4 separate regions of the Mus musculus genome follow, and all the other regions are linked to region 1. A link is a contact called in public HiChIP or PLAC-seq data. All regions are on one chromosome and are shown on one strand. Each heading gives the region's core, a stretch centred on a gene start, on an enhancer-like site or on the middle of the called end of the contact. The rest is flanking DNA. Distances are from core to core; before and after follow the strand shown. Region 1 has its middle 43 kb from the start of Prss23. Region 2 overlaps Me3 (malic enzyme 3, NADP(+)-dependent, mitochondrial). Region 3 overlaps Me3 (malic enzyme 3, NADP(+)-dependent, mitochondrial). Region 4 overlaps Me3 (malic enzyme 3, NADP(+)-dependent, mitochondrial).

Region 1 (2,772 bases), core at 53-2,552:
TTTTGGCTAAAGAAAGCATCCCCAAGAGGCCCAGAGCAGCCCAGAACAGGACTCTTTTCTTGGGGCCGTCCCTGGGGTCCCTTTTTAGGACCTCTGTCTCATAGTTCCCTTGACCCTGACAGATGTGTTCCTATTTCTGGTGCCACTTGTAGCACTGAGAAGCAGCGCATCTCCAGTCTCCCTCTCAGAATCCCCCCACTCCTTCAGCAGGCACTTGCAGACAAGATCAAAGATAACCCTGTAGTGTTCTTTTCTGGTGTTCTCTACTTCTAGTGCATGGGAAATTACTGCATCCTTGACATGAAAACCCTCTAGATGTATATATAGTACAAACCCACCCAGCACACTACTCTGGCTCTTTTCTCTTTCATTGTCCCTTTAGGAACAGGAGTTAGAACCCAACCCTGGTCTACTTTCACAGGAATGCTTCAAGCGCCTGTTCTCTGTGCTCTCAGCTAAAGGAAATAGATTGGTAGCTTACCTCTCCTCTCTACAGAGAGAGTGGTAACAGTTTCCATCCTTATTTTCTATTCTTGATCTGGCTGAAGGCCAAGACTGAAGATGCATAAGTCTCTTTCCAGCGTCTTAACTGTTTGAATTTATTTTTGAATCTTAATATTTATTATAATGGAGTCTGAGATAAACCAGGGACAAAAAAAATCCCATTTCAAAATCTTAATATTCACTATTGAAATAGGACCTCAGATTAAGAACCGGAAAAAAAAAAAAAAGAACCGGGTATCCCAGAAGATGGCCAAATGAACTATGTCCTGCAAGCAAGCAGAAATTGGGGAGTGCCAAATTATTCTCTAGATTCAGTCTACAGTATTTATGAAGTAAGCTACCAAGCTTAGTGCTCACATTCCTAGGGAAATTTTTATCCCAGGATTTACTGTAATGTGCTCAACACTTAAACTAGGAATGTGAAGTTGTATTCATTTTCTTAGCATAGCTGAGAAAAGACAAGCTCAGCGAGGATCCGTGTTTCTTCATTCAGGATTTTTACCCTATATGCACGATGCTATCCCACTAACACAGAGGCTATGCACACACTGGATTCATGCTGGGTCATGAGAAATGGTGAGGATGTTGGTGAGTCTAATGGTTTCTTATCCATGGTCCACAAACAGACACCACTAACTAGCAGACAAGTGCTTTTACAAGTCAAAGAAGAAAAGTGCAACTCGCCCTGGCCCTCCAAAACATCATTGGTTGTTTGTCCCCACCATATAAAGCCATGCCCAGGATCCCTGCAGTCAAGCTCTGAGCCCTGCGTGGGATGTGAAAACTGAGTCACATGGCAGTGACTCACTAGCTTGCGACCACACAATGAGTCAGACAAGAAAGGCCCAGGGACACTCTTTTAAAAGTCTAAGTTATGCAAACTGTCTCTTGGAGAACCACCCTTGAAGGAGAGAAGGCTCCATGGTAAATGGGTGGGAAGACTTGTCAAGACTCCCATCCCATATCCTAGAATAATGACATGCATCTGAAATCTTGGAACTTTCTGCAATAGATTCTAATGCTGTCAACAAATTCATTATTCCCTTATACCCACTGATGGTCCCTACGGACTGGGCCCAGCTTATTCCCATTCACCAGCTGATTGTGCTTCAGCTCTTACAAAACCCAGAGTCAGTCTCAGGATACAGCAGAGGCAGGACACAGCTTTGTTACAGAGTCCATTCGATGAGATCTTGAGCCAACAGTTTACTCTACTTCCAAAAATAAAAACAGAAGTAATGGTATACCTAAGAGACTGCACAAAAAAAAAAATAAGTGAGGCATTATTTATAAATCATATGAATCAACTTGTCTTGTTTGATCATTGAATACATGTATTATTCACTAAACACTGTGTGATGACTGGAAAGAGAGCAGTGACCAGCTAGAGACAACCTGAGGATCAGGTTTCTTCTTCAGCCACAGCCTGGCTGAAGAGGAGTATCAGGCTTTGACTCCCTCTGGATGTGAAAAAGATGAGAGAGAAGAGAGCTGATGTTCTACTGGTAATGCGTTTTATGACCTCTGTACAATCACGTCTGCCCCCTGAGCTTCAGTCCCCTCACCCACGAGCAATGCGGGCTGTTTTGTGCTCCTGTTCTATATTTCAATGTCTGATGCGCAGTGTGGAGCACGAGCCTGAAATTCAGGTCCCTAGGCTCCTCCGCCAGTGAGCAATCCCTGGTCCTGAGTTTATTTTACAACCTTCCCTGAAATGCAAGGTTAAATTTTCCCAAATGTTATGAATATGAAGATGCATTTTATGTCAATTAATTTTAAAACATGAGTATTGATGCATTTTATGTAGTTAGTTTGAAAAATACAAAGAACTGAAAACTACTTATTAATGTATTAAATTTTGAGATGCATTTATATTCTATCAATTTCACAATATACAGTACTCAACACTCTGTGATCGTGGCTACCCTCTAATAATTTGAGAAGGGTATATAAGTTTGAGAAATAGTGTTCTTTGTGTAGGTAGGAAACCATGCTATTTATTAATAATCTAGACAGTGTTTGACACCCTTTGCATTAATGTGTCATAATACTCCTCTCCTGGGCACGTAGCCACAAGTTCTCTGTGAATTCCTATCTCGTGACTAATAATTTATCATTCTAACTGGAGACCTTTTGGGCATTTGGCTAGACACTGGGTCCTTTCCTCATACTTCAAATCTAAAAGGGAATCTTAGCTGTGGACGAGCTAGGGCTTCAGGAAATTCTGGCTGCATCTGCTGATTTGTAAGAAAACTAGACAGTTTATTA
Region 2 (2,700 bases), core at 4-2,503, 250 kb before region 1:
CTTTGTACTGTAAAGGTCTATACAATTATGCTTTCCTTTTTACTTGAACCCACGCAGCTTAAGAATCCACAGATTTAGAATTGTGAAGCTAAGATTGGTCATGGTGGTGCACGCCTATTCAGGAATCAGAGGCAAGTGGATTTCTGTGAACTCAAGGCCAGTCTGGTCTATAGACTGAGTTCTAAAACAGCCAGGGCTACTCAGAGAAACCCTGTCTCTACAATTCCCCACCCCCATCCTGCCTCCAAAGGCCTTAGAATTTGTGGAACTAAAAGGAAAAGAGGTGACTTTGTTTCCTGGCCTGCCAAGAGGTGGAAGCTGCTGGTAACATCAGACAGTGTTTAAGTCAGATGGAGCTGGGCTTCCACATGCATTCGTAAACTAGAGAATTCCCTGTAAGTAACAGAAATAAGAAAAATAAACAAAAACCGTTGAGGAGAACTTGGCACATCAATATGTGGTACTCAGATATGATGCCTCAGGTCCTACCACATAAGAGCGAGAGAAGGAATGCTAGAATGGCGAGTGCTTGGAATGCCAATTTGTCTCTACTTTGGAAACTGTGCTCAGCTTTCTATTGTGGTTCACAGATTTTTATTTTATTTTATTTTATTTTATTTTATTTTATTTTATTTTATTTTATTTAATTTTATTTTATTTTGAGACAGAGTTTCTTGTAACCCATGCTGGCCTAGAACTCACTATATAGAACTCATATACCTTGACCTTCTGATCATCCTGCTTAAATGTTGGTATTACGGTTGTGTGGGATTGAACCCAGGGCCACAGAGCATGGAGGCAAATCACTCTACTAACCTAGCTTCTTCCCAGCCACTGTAGTTCACAGACTTAACTGGATATTGCTTTGCCTTGGTGGGTCTTCCTCAGTGGCCAACCTTCAGGATAGGGTCTGCGCCTTATCAATACTTCCCGCTCAGAATCTATAGACAGGTCAGTTTGTAAGGGAAAGGTGAAAGAGGAAGCCCTTTATTGTCAGGATGTTTGGGCAGGGATGTGGACATTGAAGGCAGGAGTCACAGTTTCTCATGGTTCTTTCTTAAAATGCAGTGTGTTTGGCTTCAGGACTCCTGACTCACCCTTAGACCAGGCAATCTGTCTCCAGACTAATACATTCCCAGGAGTACCTGGGGGAGACCAGCTCATTTTCCAACTACAATATCTACAGAAACATCTGTTCTAGCTTGCTAGAAAGTCAAAACAATGACCTGTCAAGCCATCATCTCTTCTGCTGAAGGACACATTCCTGTTGGCTGATGCACACCCTTCCCTAAGGGTTCACCCTGGACTGCCTGTGTGTTTGTGGAGCTGTGAATTGATTTTGATGACGATTTGAAGAGCCTCTTACATCCTAGTTTATTTAACCTTCTCACATGAATAGCAAGACTTCTCTTTGAGGAAATCATAGAACGACTACTGACTCATAAGCTAGCAATGAACCCTGGAAACAGGAAGCCAAAAAATAGGCTCTCTAAAGCAATCTCACTCCCTTTGGTCAGGTCACAAAGTGTTATAGAAAACATCCTGCATGTGGAGTGGATGGACTGGGTTCACCTCAGAGTCCTGCAAGGTACTCTGAACTGAGACAGTGACCTTGTCATCTAGAGACCTGCCAGCCAGCATGGCACTCTCTCTCTTTTTTTTCTTTTTTAGCATGACCCCAGCCAGTTCTGAGGCTGAGGCAGATTTAATTTTTTCTCAATCCGAGTTTATACCATTTTAATTACGTGCAAGTATTAAGGGCAGTCAGTGCAATGAGGAACAAACAAGACAATGAACACAAATAGTCAAGGAACAAGCCAGGCTATAAACAACATACCATGATCACTCCCCGTGATCACTGTATCCAAAGGCCCATCAGGATGATCAAAACATCTGAGCCTACTTCCCTGTCCGGCCTAAAGTCATATTCAGGCTTGAAGCCTACTTTTTTTTTTTTCGAGACAGGGTTTTTCTGTATAGCCCTGGCTGTCCTGGAACTCACTTTGTAGACCAGGCTGGCCTCTAATTCAGAAATCCGCTTGCCTCTGCCTCCCGAGTGCTGGGATTAAAGGCGTGCGCCGGATTGAAGCCTACTTCTTTTGTTCCACCCTAAGATTAAGATTCCTGCTTGAATTTACTTCTTTGTCATGCCCTTAATGTCAGATTCCTGCCTGAAGCCCATTTCCTTGTCCTTGACCAATGTCAGATTCCTGCCCAGTGGTCCCCAAAGGCTCTCCACATCTCCCCCTTTTTTATTTCATAAATAAGACTGCGCCTTCCTTACCTGTTGTGGAGTTAGCATTATCGAAAGCAATGCCATTCTGTCTTAGGTTGGTAAGGCTCTGTGCCAGCCTGTTAAATTAGTAACTCTGTTTGGGGGTTCATTTTTAGTTTCAAGCCAGCTTCATGGTATTCTTAAGAGGTCAAACTAGAGTAATGGAGTATGGAGACACATTCAAGAGCATGTGCAGCTTTAGCCCATTCATAGGATCACTACCAAAACACCAAACAACATATCCTAGAGTTCCTTCCGTGACAGAGAACTCATATCCAGAATTCAGTGTATTGTGGCACTCACTTTATGCCTACAAGGGCCTTTGTTAGCATTGTACCCATTAGTCCTTTTTGGTCATACAGAGGTAAATCCAGTTCTCTTCTGGAAGAATAGTTTTCAGGTGTCCAGAAGCAGTTCTGCTCCTT
Region 3 (2,700 bases), core at 26-2,525, 140 kb before region 1:
CCAGATCCGTGTTGTTTCTAAGAGTACATTTCAGAGGAAAGACTCTGTCTTTCCACTCTCCTAGTGCTGTCTGAACCAATGAGAACAACACCATTGTCATGTGGCTCATATACAGCAATGATTGGTTACGTCGCTCCCTAATGCCTTATGCAACCATGACAGCAGCCACAAATTAGAACAGAATTACTTTCACAGGCATGGAGCCTGAGGGGTCACTTGGTCCTAGTCACATTCCTGGCTCTAAGTACACTATTTACCCCCTAGACCTTTGACATGCTGTGTGCCTTAGAGTAAGGGAAATATCTCAAGGTCTGGTTTAGAAGACTCTTGATGAAGTGGGATCAACTTTGCCAGCAGTAGCTCACTACAAAAGAATGAGGGCATCTCTGGCCACTTACAGCCAAGTGCCATCCTAAAGGACAGCCAGTGAATTGTCCCCAGAAGCTGTCTCAGGGTGCTTAGGGGGTTGTCACTTTCCTCTCTATAAGGGAAGCTCATTATGTTTCAGGAGTCTGACAACAAACATCCCTGACAACCCAGTGACTAATGGTCCCCAGATGCTGCTCAGGGGTCAGTTCTCCTTCAGATCTAATGGCAAACCCTTCATTACACACTGGGAAGTGACCTTAATCCACAGTGCTGATGACTCTCCCAGCCGAAAGAGTAGAGGGATTTCAGGATGGTGACATGCATGGTGCCTTTGCTTGGTAATCACTTGACTTGGAGGCCCGTTGTCTGGAAAAATCTTGCTTTAAATTAACGAATGTTTACCTTCCTGCCTTGATCAGCCCTACTGCTGATCAAGAATACATAAGTAGGTGAGTTGCTGTTTGTGGTATATAAACTCAGCAGTTAATGCCAAGCTGGGCTTTGCCTAAAAGTCACCCTGGCACTAATGACATGAAAAGGAGATAAGGTTTGGTTTCTCATAGACCAAAGGTTTAGTTCTGGTTTGGCCCCTTGTGGGCTTTACTATGGCTGCTGCTGCTGCGGCCATCACTCTGGACTGCAGTGCAGACTTCTTTCCATAGTTGGGTGTGGGACTCCAATCAACATTTCATTTTGAAATGACTTGCTGAGTAAATTCTGTCAGTTTCACACATTCACAGCCATTACGACATTAAGCAATCTAGCCTCCCGTAAGGATGATCTCAATTGCAAATGCGATTGTACTTCTTTTCATTTAGGATCATCTGGCCACAAGTTACTTCACAGGCTTACTGGCAGGCCTGAGAGTGGCCCAGCATTTCACAGGGCTCTGAATTGGCTGGCCTCCATTTCAATTGGTTCAGAGCCATGCCATACTCAGCATTAAATAGTTTGCAAATCACCCTAACCTCTACTTCTACCATTACTTGGATGGCTTCAAGGGAAGTCATTCCAGGACACACAGGGTGCCTTCAATGACCCGAGCTCTTCTGTGTTGTCACACCTTTGCTGCCCCACCCCCCAGCTTACTCTTCTTGTCACTCAACACTCTGTGCAGCCTTCTCTGACTTCATCTTCTCTCCCTCCCCCACCATGCACTCCATTAATCATTTCCTTCTGATTAAGACATGGCTCTTTTGTTTTTCTAGAGAGGGAAAATGTACCCACAAAGAGCCAAATCGATAGCTTTAGAAAAAAAAAAATGAACCAGGAAAGAAGTGCTTAAGAGAGATTTGCAGATCGTTAGAGGGGGAACATTCTCTCCACTCCCTTCTGTGAGGCTCATGTATATCAAGTTTTCCAGTTTCCAGTAGACTGTGTCCAGAGATACGGAAATCAGTGTTTTTTTTTTTTTTTTTAAATCTGTTCTTTCATGATTTCATGCATGTAAATAATACATTTTGCTAATATACACCCCATTATCTCTTCTAATCTTCACACTGCTGAACCCTTATATCCAACAAGCTCCCCTGAACTTCTGTGTCTTTTCTGTGCCACGTACTGAGTTTAGTTAAGGTTGCTTATAGAAGCATGGGTGTGGGATTATGTAATGGACATGGGCAATGTTCCAGTGGCTATACCATGTAGTCAGTGAGTTTTAACAAAGATTATTATTATTATTAGACAAAGTTAATCTTGGAATAAACTCAATGTGTCCTTGATCTAATTTTGAGAACAGTTCCAGGCCAAGTCTCCATTCTGCTTGATAACACTGCAGCATTAATCTCATCTGCTATCTGTCCTTCAGAAAGGGAATGGAGCTCTAGAGCCATTTTCTAGATACCTGGGGGATGGGCATGCTCAAGGTACATCATACACTTGTGTGGAAATGGCTTTGTAACACCCTAACTCTTGTGCTAGCAAACCCCCATGTGCCTATTGGTTATTTCCCAACTGCTTGGCAGTAGGCAGTAATTTAGGGGACATAAACATATTCTGACACAGAACTGAGTCCAGTAGAAGCATAAGTAGTATGTTCCTTAAATATGTTTATGGTATAGAATGAAAGAACCAAAGAACAGAGAAGGTGTTTGTCAAATATTAATTTTGCAATGAGCCTAACTCTAAATCAGCTGTAGCAAAGAGATCGAGAGACAAGGCCTGTGTCTCTGCATCTTACGTACCACTTGCTCAATTTAGAAAAAAATCCTCAAGAGGGGCCACTGTGGGGGCTGAACACCACTCTACAGTGAAATCCCATTCTAGCAAAACTAAATCTCATGGGATCTGAACAGTCTGAGCTGTGTATGATTGGAGTTTGGGAAAGAATCC
Region 4 (2,859 bases), core at 110-2,609, 210 kb before region 1:
TCATCACACTTCATGAAATAGAGGAGAGGCTGCTCTGATTAAGGTCAAGAGTGATAACTGTTTGGCGTTAGTTGCCAAGTTGGCCTTGGTGAAATTTCCTGGCATGGCATGAGTAGTGCCAAAGTGAGCTTGTGCAGTCTAGGCTGGCCTCTAATAAACTTATTATGTAGTTGAGGATGACCTAGAATTCCTGATTCTCCTACCTTTCCCCACAGTGTGCTGGGATTACAGATGTTATGATGCTAGGGAACAAATCCAGGATTTCATAGATGCTAGTACTCTGCCAACTAAGCTAGATCTGTTAGAGTTTCCTGAGGGTAAATGCAGGTGAAGTTTCCCCCATCTATGGAGGCCTGTGAGTTACATCTTTGTCTCCAGTTTCCATCAGGAGGCAGGAAAATTTTCTTGACGTTGAGAATTCAATTACATTGGAGAGAAAGCAAAACAAAGATAGTGTTCACTCTTGAGAATGTTATTTTTTTTTTTTGAGAAAAAGTCTCTTAACCCTTATCTTGAGGTTTTGCAAGGGAATGACCCTTACACAGGTCCTAAAATAGACTTGGAAATAAATGACAACCCCAAACAACAAAACCCATTGAAATCCATAGCATTCATTTAGACTTCTTGGCACTGAGTCCAACACAAAAGGAAGACTTAATTAAAACAGGGTCAATTGCATCAGGCAAACCTCTGCAGTGGGCTCAGGAGGAGGGACCTGCACTTTCAACTCCATAACAAAGACTCATTGTTGACAGAAAACCACCATTCCACACATTTTTGGCTGGAAGGCAGCCTGTCCTCTGAAAAATCCACAAGAAGCTATTTTTAAAGCCCATTAGCACTTTGTTAAAGTCAGCTGCATACAGGAGAAACAATCTAAGACACGTAGGAACGGGATCTGCAAACCCTGAACCCATTGGGGACTCTGCAGACCAGATACCTACAGATTGTGAAGGGAAGACAAGACCCATGGTGTGTGCGACTTGGCTGCAGTGGGAGACAGGGTGCCTACAGACAGGGCAGGTGTCAGTGGGGGGTCACTCACACTCCATTGTTGGTTGTACTTTCACTCTTGAGGAACAGTTTATTTAAGCACCCTGAAGCGCCATAGCTTATTTCCTGTACCCTGGACTGCCCATCCTGTTTGGAGTCCACTTCCCTCTGAGGTGGGACTTTACAAAGGAAGTAGATGGGTGTGTTCCCATCCCCACCCAATGGAGGGCCCCTTTCCTTCTGACCTTCTTAGATGACAGTGAACAGTGAGTGAACTTGTTTTGGGTGTGAGGCTTAAAGTCACAGGCAATGATTTTTATCTAAGTGACACCAGAGACTGGGCCTTGGAGTGGGTAGGAATTATCTTGAACTCGCACACTTAAGGTTAATCATTACCTTTAGCTGGCATGGCTTCATGTAGTATGGTTTGTGGGAAGCATAATACTGGGCACATGGGATGCAAGGACAAATGTATTTGTCTCTGGTCCAGAGGGCATTCTAATTTAGGATCAGAAAAAAAATATAGCATAATAGAGTAAATAATGAAGTCATTATTGGAGGGTTAAAGATAAGCGTAGAATACTGGAACAGCTAAATCTCAGCGTGAAAAGGTGGAGTTGACTCAGAAAGCCAATTGGCCATTTCTTTTCCTGTTTCTCCTCCTGGCTGCTATAGAATAGGTTTCCTTAAGTAGATTCAGCATTACAAAAAGAGCCATAGTGCCGCCCGCTTCCAGTGATTCCCAGGGGTGTGGACTTATGCAACTGTATAAGCACAGTATTCCGTTAGGTGGCCAGTCTCTTTTTCTCCTTCCTTGAATGTGGGTCTGGAGCAGTGAAGACAGGGCAGGAGAGATTTCCCACCAGCCATAGGCTTGTGAGATTATTGGACCTTTCTCAATCTGTTTCCCCATCTGCAAAATGAAAGCAGTAGATCGATCACATAACTACTAAAACTCTATGGCTAACTGTCTACAATCTATCAGGGCTCACATAGGTCCCTGGAACCATTGTAATAACTTGGATTTGAAGCCAGACAGACTTGGATTTTAACCTCAGATCCAGTGCAACCTGGATTGTTCATCTCTAGAATGAAGCTGGAGTCATTAAATCCACCTTGTTCGATTAAGGATATCCATGCACATCAACACAGCACCATAGCAAAACAGCTTCTTCTTTTCTTCTTCTTCTTCTTCTTCTTCTTCTTCTTCTTCTTCTTCTTCTTCTTCTTCTTCTTCTTCTTCTTCTTCTTCTTCTTTTTCTTCCTCCTCCTTCTTCTTCTTCCTTCTTCTTCTTCTTCTTCTTCTTCTTCTTCTTCTTCTTCTTCTTCTTCTTCTTCTTCTTCTTCCTCCTCCTCCTCCTCCTCCTCCTCCTCCTCCTCCTCCTCCTCCTTCTTCTTCTTCTTCTTCGTCTTCTTCTTCTTCTTCTTTTTATTAGATATTTTCTTTATATACATTTCAAATGCTATCCCAAAAGTTCCCTATACCCTCCCTCTGCCCTGCTCCCCTACCCAACCACTCCCACTTCTTGGCCCTGGCGTTCCCCTGTACTGGGGCATAAAAAGTTTGCAATAACAAGGGGCCTCTCTTCCCTGTGATGGCTGACTAGGCCATCTTCTGCTACATATGCAGCTAGAGATAAGAGCTCTGGGGGTACTGGTTAGTTCATATTGTTGTTCCACCTATAGGGTTGCAGACCCCTTCAGCTCCTTGGGTGCTTTCTCTAGCTTTTCCATTGGGGGCCCTGTGTTCCATCTTATAGATGACTGTGAGCATCCACTTCTGTATTTGCCAGGCACTGGCATAGCCTCATACGAGACAGCTATAACAGGGTCCCTTCAGCAAAATCTTTCTGGCATATGCAATAA

The links. HiChIP or PLAC-seq counts read pairs in DNA pulled down with a chosen protein or histone mark.
Region 2: an HNF4G HiChIP or PLAC-seq map of pancreatic cancer cells shows a contact between it and region 1. The contact joins two enhancer-like sites. A contact is called at or near these places in 2 of 15 datasets of contacts at CTCF or cohesin (both in the NIH/3T3 cell line) and 3 of 115 datasets of contacts at active chromatin or transcription factors (embryonic stem cells, pancreatic cancer cells and trophoblast stem cells).
Region 3: an HNF4G HiChIP or PLAC-seq map of pancreatic cancer cells shows a contact between it and region 1. The contact joins two enhancer-like sites. A contact is called at or near these places in 1 of 15 datasets of contacts at CTCF or cohesin (the NIH/3T3 cell line), 1 of 484 Hi-C or Micro-C datasets (nephron progenitors) and 1 of 115 datasets of contacts at active chromatin or transcription factors (pancreatic cancer cells).
Region 4: a contact with region 1 is called in an H3K27ac HiChIP or PLAC-seq map of neural progenitor cells, with 6 times the contacts expected there. The contact joins two enhancer-like sites. A contact is called at or near these places in 1 of 15 datasets of contacts at CTCF or cohesin (the NIH/3T3 cell line), 4 of 484 Hi-C or Micro-C datasets (the HL-1 cell line, embryonic fibroblasts, nephron progenitors and 1 more), 7 of 115 datasets of contacts at active chromatin or transcription factors (embryonic fibroblasts, epiblast stem cells, fibro-adipogenic progenitors and 4 more) and 1 of 9 other capture datasets (embryonic stem cells).

What each region holds. Positions count from the first base shown.
Region 1 is chr7:89,559,676-89,562,447 of GRCm38.p6, reverse strand. No RefSeq gene overlaps it. Among named protein-coding and RNA genes, the nearest start is that of Prss23, 43 kb to the right of the region's middle. Within about 2 kb of position 1,302, at least 89 of the 459 cell types and tissues checked have an H3K27ac peak or open chromatin away from gene starts, as enhancers often do. A contact at or near this core is called in the NIH/3T3 cell line, neural progenitor cells, pancreatic cancer cells and 1 more, where this site is marked.
Region 2 is chr7:89,808,159-89,810,858 of GRCm38.p6, reverse strand. All of the region lies in intron 6 of Me3 (malic enzyme 3, NADP(+)-dependent, mitochondrial), which reads right to left. Among named protein-coding and RNA genes, the nearest start is that of Ccdc81, 94 kb to the left of the region's middle. Within about 2 kb of position 1,253, at least 33 of the 459 cell types and tissues checked have an H3K27ac peak or open chromatin away from gene starts, as enhancers often do. A contact at or near this core is called in the NIH/3T3 cell line, pancreatic cancer cells and trophoblast stem cells, where this site is marked.
Region 3 is chr7:89,698,521-89,701,220 of GRCm38.p6, reverse strand. The region is part of intron 1 of Me3 (malic enzyme 3, NADP(+)-dependent, mitochondrial); the gene reads right to left. Among named protein-coding and RNA genes, the nearest start is that of Me3, 67 kb to the right of the region's middle. Within about 2 kb of position 1,275, at least 31 of the 459 cell types and tissues checked have an H3K27ac peak or open chromatin away from gene starts, as enhancers often do. A contact at or near this core is called in pancreatic cancer cells, where this site is marked.
Region 4 is chr7:89,771,966-89,774,824 of GRCm38.p6, reverse strand. The region is part of intron 3 of Me3 (malic enzyme 3, NADP(+)-dependent, mitochondrial); the gene reads right to left. Among named protein-coding and RNA genes, the nearest start is that of Ccdc81, 130 kb to the left of the region's middle. Within about 2 kb of position 1,359, at least 76 of the 459 cell types and tissues checked have an H3K27ac peak or open chromatin away from gene starts, as enhancers often do. A contact at or near this core is called in neural progenitor cells and pancreatic cancer cells, where this site is marked.